2 separate regions of the Zea mays genome follow, and region 2 is linked to region 1. Evidence: chromatin contacts called from public Hi-C data. All regions are on one chromosome and are shown on one strand. The core of a region is the stretch at or near the end of the contact, and the rest is flanking DNA. Distances in the headings are between cores, read along the strand shown.

Evidence for each region. Hi-C and Micro-C count contacts between places; a contact is called where the count stands out from the background.
Region 2: a Hi-C map of leaf shows a contact between it and region 1, with 2.8 times the contacts expected there. The contact joins the promoter of LOC103642138 here to the promoter of LOC103642136 in region 1. A contact is called at or near these places in 14 of 25 Hi-C or Micro-C datasets (bundle sheath, ear, endosperm and 6 more) and 1 of 3 datasets of contacts at active chromatin or transcription factors (leaf).

The regions. Positions count from the first base shown.
Region 1 is chr10:148,173,153-148,178,494 of Zm-B73-REFERENCE-NAM-5.0, reverse strand. It overlaps LOC103642136 (auxin-responsive protein IAA33), which reads right to left and starts at 1,727. Exons shown (of 2, transcript XM_008665444.4): 1 at 1,021-1,727; 2 at 570-943. The coding sequence starts at 1,418. The coding sequence ends at 763. LOC100384161 (Vacuolar cation/proton exchanger 2) reads right to left here. Exons shown (of 12, transcript NM_001176739.2): 10 at 5,297-5,342; 11 at 4,305-4,398; 12 at 3,614-3,898. The coding sequence ends at 3,888.
Region 2 is chr10:148,326,492-148,332,275 of Zm-B73-REFERENCE-NAM-5.0, reverse strand. LOC103642138 reads right to left here and starts at 3,737. Exons shown (of 12, transcript XM_035963573.1): 1 at 2,976-3,737; 2 at 1,810-1,986; 3 at 1-1,707. The coding sequence starts at 1,887. It overlaps LOC103642140 (a long non-coding RNA gene), which reads left to right and starts at 3,464. Exons shown (of 2, transcript XR_560675.2): 1 at 3,464-3,742; 2 at 5,323-5,784.

The DNA of each region.
Region 1 (5,342 bases), core at 478-2,977:
TAGATCTATCTATCGGAGTCAGCGGGCACGCAACATTCCGTTCGATCCATCTCCTCCCATCGATGCGCGCGGCGGCCGTGCAGTACTGCACTCCCACGACAACGCGCGATGATGGCTACCGGTACCTGCTTCACTGTTTCGTTTGCACTGCTCGCGCGCGGAGGAGTCGCCAACGGCCGGCCAGAAGGACGTCGTTGCCGTGTGACAGGGAGATCCCAACCGTCCTCGCCGGCAGGGCCGCGGCGCCGCCGATCGAGAGTGTCAGCCGTCGTCAGTGGCCGGACCACGTCGCGTCGTCGATCGATGGACTACTGCTACTGCATCGATGGATGAGTCCCGATCCATCGGTGATCGGTCCAATAATTCCAGCTGACCAGTCAGGCAGAGCCACAGAGGACATGATTGACGGCTCGCGGGGGTTGGAAGCCGACACGGTACGTGCGCCACACACTTGGATTGGATCACGACTTGACACGGAGCGCGCCCGGCGCTAGCTAGATCGAGAGCTATCACATACAGGATCATATCATTCGGTCATCAGCTCAGCTGATTCTGAATTGCTGCTGGTCATGACATAACCTTGTTCATTGCTTTGCGTACGTGCTTTAATTATAGGTCTTTAATTAACGACAACATGCATGGGGCCGGGTATAATATAATGGAGAGAGCTGAGTGAATGAATTGAAGAACACAACGATGGAGTAGACGACAGCTGCAGCTAGCGGCTAGCAGTAATAATTGCATGCGAGAGTCTAACAAAAGCTAGCCCGGCCCGGCCGGACGCCGGCGACTAGTTGCTGTGGTTGACATCTCCTCCTCCGCATTTCTTGGCGCGGCTTGACGACGACGTCGTCTTCTTGGCAGGGATGATCCGGATCCTTTTGGCGACGCGAACAAAATCGCTGCGATGCAATCATGCACACCATCGAGAGAGTAAATCGAGCTGTGTGTTTGAAACGACGGAAAACCAGTTTTAAGTTTGTGGTCACATCAGTAGTTAATAATTAAATTCTCTCTCACTTCCACTTGAGATCGCCGGCGAGGAGGAGGTCGTCCTCCATGTCCTCGTACGCGACGACGTGGCCCGGGACGGCATTGGCGAGGTCGAGGTCGAGGTCGTCCTCGCCGCGCTGCTGCTGCTGCTGCTGGTGGTGGTGGTTGTGGACGTCGGAGTCGTCGTCGTCGGAGTCGACGAACATGCGGCGGAGCGTGCCCGCCAGGCTGCGGTACCCCGTGTGGCGGTTGAGGTGGACGCGGTGGCAGATGCAGCGCCCGTCCAGGACCACGGTGACGGGCGGGACCACGGCCGCGGCCGCGTCGTCGGCGTCCTGCACCGACAGCGTCAGGCGCTGCGGCCCAGCGGGCGGCCGCCGCCGCTTATTCGCGTGCTGCTCGAAGCTCGCGCCGCCGCTGCTCATCGTGGTGGAGGAAGGGGGGACTTGAGTTGACCTCGTCGGATGGCGTATCTATCTGTAGTGGCTGCGGTGTGGACGGAGGAAGGAATGAGGATGGGGAAGTGATGAGAGCGCTTTCCTCTCCCGATGGCTAGCCGTGTTTTGTTAGGGTTGCAAGCCTGCTGCTGCTGGGGGTGGTGAGGATGGATTTATAGGAGGTGGGCCGGGTTAACATGTTGCTGAACATGTTCACAACTGAATCCGACGAATAGCCACGTACCCAACGGGCCGGATGGAACTGACCTGTCAGTAAGCAGCACACAAACAAGGGCGGGCGGGGGCGGGTGTTGCTTGCAAGTGAGAAAAAGGAGGACGCAGCTAGCTAGCTAGCGATCGATCGGTGCACACACACGCACTCCGATGGGAGTATATATACTAGTAGTACGTAGTAAACAAAGCCGGATCGTCGGCGGCGACCCGCTCTGTCTCTGTGCTGTGCATGGGAAATGGATGGATGGCCTGGGCGCGCGTTTTCCTGGGGATGATGGAGAGAGAGACAGAGAGCGAGCGCACTGCGCATGGCATGCATGCGTGCGTGCCGGTTGACACGACCGGCCGGGGGTTTTGCTCGTTCGTTCTCGGCTCGTCGTCCTCTCCTCTTCACCGCACCGGGACGGTCGTCGCGTGCTGGTCGTGCCCCACGCCATGGGCGCGCGCGCACACGTACGGGATACACAGTAACGGTGCTGGAGCGGCACACGTACGACTGCACGACGAGACGATCGCAGCTTAGATCTCGTCTCTCCGTTAGCTCCAAATTTTAAGGTGCACGAGCACGACTACTTCTCCCCCCCGGCCGATCCGTGTACGTACGTGAGGTTGCGGTTCTACGGGGCATGTATTTCCGCGCATTGACGACGGTACAGCCCGCCAGGCCGCCGCATTGATCAAGAGTTTCAAGACTCGTTCGTACGTACTCATATTGTGACAGAACAGCGTCGATCGTGTGTATATATAGTCGATCGATCGCCATTCTGTACACAACAAACACCCGTCGCAGGACTGAAATACATGCCATGCCATGCCACGACCGTACCGGCTGCGTGCATATATAGTATAATTCTCGTGAAATGGCACAGTAACTACTACGCGCTACGTATAGCTACTGTTAGTATCAGTAGTTGTATAGTTTTCTGCATCGTCATGCCATGCATGGGGATCCATGCGCAGCTGCGACGGCCGAAGCAACAGCACAACGAAAGTGTCCTTCGTACGCGTGCGTGCGCCCGCCCGGCCGGCCCGCCTGTTTTTCTAGACCGATGATTTCGGCCGGCGTGCGCACATGCACGCTCGCCCTGCCACTACCACACTATCACTATACTGGCGGCATGCATGTACTACTCCGGTCCTATACAGCTAGCTAGCTAGCTAGCTGCTCTCCAAAGTCACCTGCTAGCTGCTTCTTTCCCAGGAACTTGTTTTTATCTTTCCTAGATTAGACAGCAGTGCACGAGGGCGGGCGGGCGCCGAGGAGCGCAGGCCGCGCCACGCACGCCGGGGACGGTCGGGTCGGCTCTGCTCTGCTCTGCTGCCTGCGCGCGACGACCTGTCCGCCGCACGTGCGCCGGTTGCGTGCGTCGCTCGCCTGTCTGCCAGCTGCTGCCCGACGGCTTCGGCCTTCGGGAGTGGACGACGACTGGACGCGGGCGCCGCGCTGCGGTTCACGGACTGGGCGACTCCTGTGCTATGCTAGTTGCCGCAAATATTTTTTATGGGATACATGCCATGCAATGCACGCCGACGGCTGCCCGACGCACGGGACGGGAGGATGGGCGGCTTGCTTGCTTCGGCTTCACTGCTCCATCCCTCCCCCCATTCAGTCACTGCTTCCCGCGCGCGGCCCAGGCAGGGCGCTCCCCGCAATCTTCGCATGGTCCACGCAAAAGGCCCACACGACCAGGGAAGAGCGCGGCCCAGGCAAACGCTACCCCCCGCGCGCGGTCCTCGCAGGGGGAAGCCCACGGCGGCTGAGGGAGCGACCAGACATTGTCACCTGAATCTGATGTAACCAGACTTTTTTTTACAATGACCGGCCATATAAAATTGATCTGCCATCAAAAGTGTACACAATCACTAGGGAAGGAAAAGAAACATTGATGCAGAACCGTGACTATGCAGACATCATCAACTACAAAAAAATGATGAAAGATCTAGCATCTGTCATCATCAAATCATATACCCAAATTTACATTCAGCCCAATAGTTAAATTTCAAGGAAAACAGAAAACCCATACAATTAATCGAATATAACATGCTGCCACTTCTTGTTTCTGTATACATCGAGACTACCCTAGTACACATCAGTATCCACAAAACAAAATACAAAAATTCCTTCTGCAGTTCATGAAGGAACCCGGCTTGAGACAGGCGGAACAAAACAAGATTATTAAGTCTCAAAAGGTATTTGGCGCGTTACTTACAGGATATATGGCTTCAGCCTTCACCTGAAAAAAAAGTAGTAGTATGCTTGCATTAACGATGATAGCATATGGCGGCTGTTCAGGCAGTTCCAAATCATATGAAAGGAAACTAGCATTAACTAGTCTATGCTCTATGTAGTGCCACTGGTTCAGTATTTGACTTCTCGCCCATAAGAAGATGAAGCAGCCGAGAATGAGCAATACAGGAGACAACGGCCAACGCGTGTGCAAGAGAGAAGTATACTAAAGTAGCACAAACGAACAGAACAGGTATAAGGAAGGTTCTTGACAAGTAAATTAAGAAGGTATACTAAACTAGTACAAACGAACAGAACAAGTACAAGGGAGGTTCTTGACAAGTAAATTAACTAAACTAACTGGAGTAAGGAAAATAGCATAAAGGGGGACTAACTATGAAGATCCTACTCACTTGATTGTGGATCAACGTGAACAAAGAAACTGGCAGCAACTATTAGATAACATAGGATCAGCATAAGTCCTTTCAAGTAGTTCGCAGTGCCATCCTGTGATGAAACAAGTGCATTGCAAATGGGGTCAGATATCAAATGCAGCTCAGATCCATACAAAACAGATCTCTGAAATGAAATAAGATGATAACTGGTCAAACACATCAGTACTCAAGGATAGAGATCACAAATGCCTGGTTATTGACGGGAACCGAGGGAGATGTTGAACAGGAGACTTAGCATACAAGAGCCAAATAGCTATAGTCTACTTGTAAACCTAAATGGATCGAATGAGCTTATGGAACCCTAAGAAAAAGTTTGAAGCAGCTCAGCTTCACAAACGACTGAACGAGTAAGAAAAAAGGAGAAATATAAATAAATTATATTGTCCTAACTTAGTAGCTTGCTCATATTTAAAGAGCTAGTAATATAAACTTCAGTGGACAATAAAGCCATTGAAGCACTGAAGCTAATAGTAGTAGTTTTGGAACCGACCTAGCTCAGCTGGTGGAAGATATGGGTGTATATCTCTGTCACTGATGTTTGATCTTTTTTTACCCGGATCTATGTACCTATTTCTCCTTATCAACACAATGCCACTTATTGCCTCTTAGGTTGGTTGAGTTTTTTTTTAATATTTATGTGCACCCGAACACTTCAAACAGGTCCACTATTATAGAGATGAATGATGAAACATTATCAAGACGGCCGTTCTACCCACTGGCAAAATGGACACATGTTCACAATCCATATGGTGGCAGAAATAAATCAGGGACCAAATAAATCTTATCAAGATGGCCATTTTACCACTGCCCAAAGGATAAAATGGACACATTTTCACGGTCCATATTATAATGGCAGCAGTAAATCAGGGTCAATATAAACCTTAGCAACAGGCAACACCATACACGTTATATAAAAGTTTTTCTTAATATCATCCACCTTAAGAACCTACCTGTAACATAAATGCCACCACAAGTACTGTTATGAAGAGAGTTGCT
Region 2 (5,784 bases), core at 2,488-4,987, 150 kb before region 1:
TCCATATTCATGTCTGCGCTTTATTTCTCCCCACAACATGGTGATCTCCCTATGCATGTCCATTGAAGAATAACCACACAACATATGACAAAAAGTATGAGATGTGGGTCTGATATTTTGCTCTCTCATACACTTATATGTGCAAAGAGCATCTTCCATCATTTTTGCCTTGCAGAAGAAAAGAACCGAATTATTGAGCTCTAATGCCAAGTGCTCTCCAGGGTTGTAATGTTTAATTTCATCAGCCAAAGCAGCAACCAAAGATGAACTACTGAAGGACATTTCATATTTCACTACTTCGGCAATATTATTGATAGTAAATGGTGAATCAGTATGAACATCATCCATGGTAGATGCCATCTTTTGTATCTGTTGAAGAAGGCCATTGACTTCTTCTGACTTATTCTCCTTCTCATATGCTCTCAGAAGAGAAACGTAACCAGTAATCCCAACTGGAATCCCGGCTGACTCCAAGTTATCTATGATATCATGAGCAGCATGCAACCATCCCATTTGAATGCAAGCAGTAACCACATCTTGAGGAGAAATTAGCTCTAGACCATATTGACATGACATAATAAAAAAGTTAGACAGTATATGCATATTTCTTGATTTCACACAGCCTATGATAAGTTTAGCAAGAGCCTTTTCAGTATGAAGAAGGTTTCCATCAGTAAGAACAACAAGGCCGAATTGGCTTTCTGTACCCAACACAAAACCCCTGTCAACTTTTTTGGGATCAAACATTATTTTATATCCGCTTTTCAGATTGCCAGAGCCAATTTGTATGATACTTTGTTTCTGCAAACCATTGCAAAATAAAACACCAGGCTTTGGTTGCTGATGCAGATCGATTAAAAACTTTGCAGCAGCATCCATGTCATTATATTTGAAATGGAGGCTCAATAGACTGTCATAAAAATGCAGGTAGTACTGAAGAAATGTCAAAGATGTTAAAGAATCGATGCTTCTTTTCATATGTATCAACTCATCCCGTTGCCCAACCATCTCAAAGACACGGCTAGCCATCACCACTGTATTTACATCGGCCACAACTCCGATCAATGACATCAGTTCCATTATTTTCTGGGCCTTGATAATGCATTTAAAGGTCACACATGACTCCAAAACCATATTGAACAAGGTGGCATTGTTTTTTATTGGGTCCAGTTTTTTCATCTCCCGCCTATCTGTAACTTGGTCCAAAAAGCTCTCGCAAGTCTCAATCAGAACATCAGTGGCAAGGTAGGAGCCTACCTGTGACTTCAACATATGCAGAAACGACATGGTCAGCATATCAACATCGGGAAGCTTTCTACTCTCTAGTATTATCCTCAGGACTGTGGAGGCCGGGATAGGCATCTGATCTCTTGCGAGCGCCAATGCTAGCCTCATCAGTGAGCCACAATTGAGAAGATTTCTATTAATTTGATAAACTGAGAGAACCATGTCAAATGCCCTCTGAAGCCACCTCCTACTAGACATGTAGGACAGCGACACAATTATACTATTCAGTACCCGCGGCTCAGGAAGACCGTGAAGCTTCTTGTAATTGCTCAAAGATTGCAGCGCCTCTTCAACATTCCCATCCTTCATAGCACAATTTATCTTCCTCAACAGAATTTCACGGGATGGCGCCTCCCATGGTAGAACCTTATCAGCGTTTGTGAAGATATACCTCCTCCATGACCCGTAGACATTGTTAACCTGAAACAGGAACAGAAGCATTCAAATTATTGACCACTAAAGCAAAGTGAACTGTGCACAATTAAGTATACCGCAAACTGTTTTCAAGCAGTGTTTTCTTACAGGTGAAGTAGCTCTGATAGCATCAGGGACAGATGTGAACTGCAGGTAGCGGCAGCACGCCAGAAATAACCTCCTCATTCGAGGCAGTGTGCTCCAGTAAGTGAAACGGAAGGGCAAAACGACGGAAGGGTGGGCGGTGGCGGATCCAGGAAAAGTATATAGGGGTGAAAGGCAGTGCTGTAGAACAAGTGAACACCATAAGTCCATCACATTCCATACAAGTAAAAATGCACTGCTGTAAAGCTGAATAATTCAATACATAATTTGGTAAACCGGCTAGCATACAGCTATAGATTCATTTTGGTTTGGTACATAAGTAGAAAATGGCCAAAACACAAAGGTCTCATAATACCTTAAGTTTAACCAAAAAAAGCATATCAGGCTCTAATTTGATTTCAGGATAACATAAGTGAATCCGTCATCACTGTCTACCGAAACAATGAATATATCCATTCCCACACGCATATCGATGTAAATGTAACACACCAATTCCAAGCTAAGATAAAGCCCCTAACCAAAATCTGTTAGGTGTGTTCTCTGGCTCGGTCAAGGAGACCGAGCCCGACTCAATCCCTAACTACTGATCAGGGGTGCAACCCTATTCCTGGTTATGGCGCCCGGTCACAGACGCTATATGAACCAATGGCAGGGCCAGCACAGAAGCCAACGCTTCCAGCTTCCTGAAACCCTAACCACCACAGTCCAAGGTCACGATCACCTTCCTAGAGCCCTAGTGACTAGGTCCAATCCATGACGTCGGTAGAGTCCAGTGCATGGTTTTAAAGTGGTATGGCGATACAAGGCGTTGGACCGCTGCCTGAACGCCTAGGCGGCGCGCCGGCGCCTAGGAAAGGTAGGTGCCCAAGTCGCCTAGGTGTTGGACCACCGCCTGGACGCCTAGAAGACACCTTTAAAACAGTGGTCCAGTGCCCCCACTGCACCGGCCACCGATGTGCCATCCCAGATTCCTAACAAACAAAGAGAAGGACTCCTAGACCAGCTAGACGCCGGCACTCCCACACCCGACTGTACACCTACGGCACTATTGGCACCACCATATATAAAGGTGAATGAACTGGGGCAGACAGTGCCATTGGAATTCCACACACAACAGACAATTGGAATATGAAATGGGAAATGTATGGAATTGTAGATTGCAAGTGTACCAGAGCAGGCGAATAAGAGTGCAACCTTGAAGGTCCAACCGACGGACCAGAGCTACGGCCGCCAGACAACTGGGGCCCGGAGCGGACGGGCGGTGCAGCACGGCGCGGGTGCTCCCGCCTACACCTTTCCGGTGGTGACGCCGGCCGGGCTACGCGAGCACGGCCGTGGTGGGCGAGAAGGGAGCACTCGAGATGAGCTGCCGTCTGCCGAGGGCAGAGGGCATCGCACCGGTGGAGGGATCAGGGAGACAGGATCGGGCAGGGCGATGGCCTGCGGGCAATCAGCAGGCTGCGGCGGCAGGGATCGAGTCACTGCGAGCGGTGTTGTGCCTCATGGAGGCGGCGGTGTGCCGGTGTCGGCAGGAGCGGAGACGACGGACCAACGGTTAGCCTCCCTGTGTAGAGGCCCAAAACTTTTTTTTACTACCTAGACACTGAATTGAAGGCCCAAACTAGACAAAGCCCAACGCGCTGCCTAACCAATAACCATAGCACACAGTAGGTCCCCCGTCTGGCGGCGTCTCGCCTCGACCAGGCGGCGCCGGGCGGTGGCCGACGACCGACCCAAGCACAAACAGCGGGCGCCGAGCTGCAGACGAGCGCAAGCGCTCGACCAGTCCCGCGAGCCGACGCCGCCATCCATTGCCGGCGCGTCCCTGTTCTCTCTGTCGCCGTCCCTGTCGTTCACGGCTCTACCTATACGCTAATCTTCCAGCACCGTCATCGGTCCTCTAAATCTGCGCTGCTCTGGTGTGCTAATTTTAAGGGTAAGTTTGCTTAACATATCCGTGCCCCTTTCGTTAAAAAAACATCCCCGTCTGATGATTGAGAGATTCTAATATTTGACATAAGAAACAGGTTTATAAAATTGTCATCAGACCTACATTTCATAAACTCAGCTGGACCTATAATTTATAAACACAGTGGTAATTATAACAAGAAGACAACATTGTGAGTTGCAAAAATTCAATTATCTCATGATGAGTTGTAGCGTAGAATATGTGGATTTTGTAGGTTCAACCTAGGATCTCACTAAATTCCCCTATGTTCGTCCAGATTCTTAATAATAGAGGTGTTCTAGTTGGATCTAGTACCAAGAGAAAGAGAAGGGGAGAAGTAGTGCCTTCGGGGCCGAGGTAGAGTGCGGCGCTGGTCGTCACTGTCGTGTCGGGTGTGGGAGCGCCGGCGTCTAGTCGGTCTAGGAGTCCTTCTCTTTGTGTGTTAGGAATCTGGGATGGCATATCTGTGGCCGATGCAGTGGGGGCACTGGAACACTGTTTTAAAGGCGTCGCCTAGGCATCCCGGCGGTGGTCCAACGCCTAGGCGAGTTGGACGCCTACCTTTCCTAGGTGCCGCCTAGGCGTCCAGGCACCGGTCCAACGCCTTCTCTCCATACCACTTTAAAAACCATGCACTGGACTCTACCGACGTCATGGATTGGACCTAGTCACTAGGGCTCTAGAAAGGTGATCATGACCATGGACTGTGGTGGTTAGGGTTTCAAGAAGCTGAAAGCGTTGGTTTCTGTGCTGGCCCTGCCATTGGTTTATATAGCGTTTGTGACCGGGCGCCACAACCAGTAATAGGGTTGCGCCCCCGATCGGGTAGTAGTCGGGCTCGGTCTCCTTGACCGATCCAGAGAACACACCTAACAGATTTTGGTTAGGGGCTTTATCTTAGCTTGGAATTGGTGTGTTACATTTACATTTACATCTTAGCCAGAGAACACACCATCAATTATATTGCCAAAGTAGTGAAATATGAAATGTCCTTCAGTGGTTCATCTTTGTTTGCTGCTTTGGCTGATGAAATTAAACATTACATCCCTGGAGAGCACTTAGCATTAGAGCTCAATAATTCGGTTCTTTTCTTCTGCAAGGCAAAAATGATGGAAGATGTTGTCTGCACATGTAAGTGTATGAGAGAGCAAAATATCAGACCCACATCTCATACTTTTTGTCATATGTTGTGTGGTTATTCTTCAATGGACATGCATAGGGAGGTCACCATGTTGTGGGGAGAAATAAAGCGCAGACATGAATATGGAGAGCTAGATTTGTTTAGGGACTTGCTTGATAGCTTGGTTTTGAATTTTCTTAAAGGTGGATATTTTCCGAGGGTGATGGAGATCATTAGCTACATGTCAAAACATAACATTTACTGTGACAAGTGGAAATACGGGTGTGCCTTCCTGAAGCTACACAAGAACCTGTACATGAATTTGAATTCATTGCATGACAAAACAGAAGCTCAAAGTAAAAGGATTGAAGATGTCCGAGCTTTTAGGTTGTGGGCAAGCATTAATTAGGGACAACGACCAATTTGACCCCTCTCATTTTGAAATTAGGTAAAAGACACCCCTTTGATGACTTGTAGTGCGGTGCCAAGCAAGCCTGCCTTGTTGCCACCTCGAGGATTACTCCTGGCTTGTTTCCCCGAAGCCTCCCTTGAGGGAGAAGGCAAAGAGGCATCGATGGTGCTCGCGGCACCTGCAGCAGGGGAAGAGGGTTGAGGCTGTGGAGACTGGAGATCTTTGGGGAGCTCAGCCTTAGGAGGAGGTGATGTTTGCGCTGGGAGAGGTGGGCCTCTCCAAGACGACAGAGATCCAGTTGGTTGATGTGACCAAGCTTGCTCGGCTCCCACACCGGCTCCAGAAAAGACGTTCTTCTACTTGCTCCTTGTTTGTTGTTCAGGTGCTTCTTTCTTCAGTATGGCCTACATGCACTGTTGACTAATAAGCAATGTGTTGCTCTTTATTTTTCTAGATAATTGCCTTAGAAGTTCCCTCTCTACTGCATCTCTGTCTTTA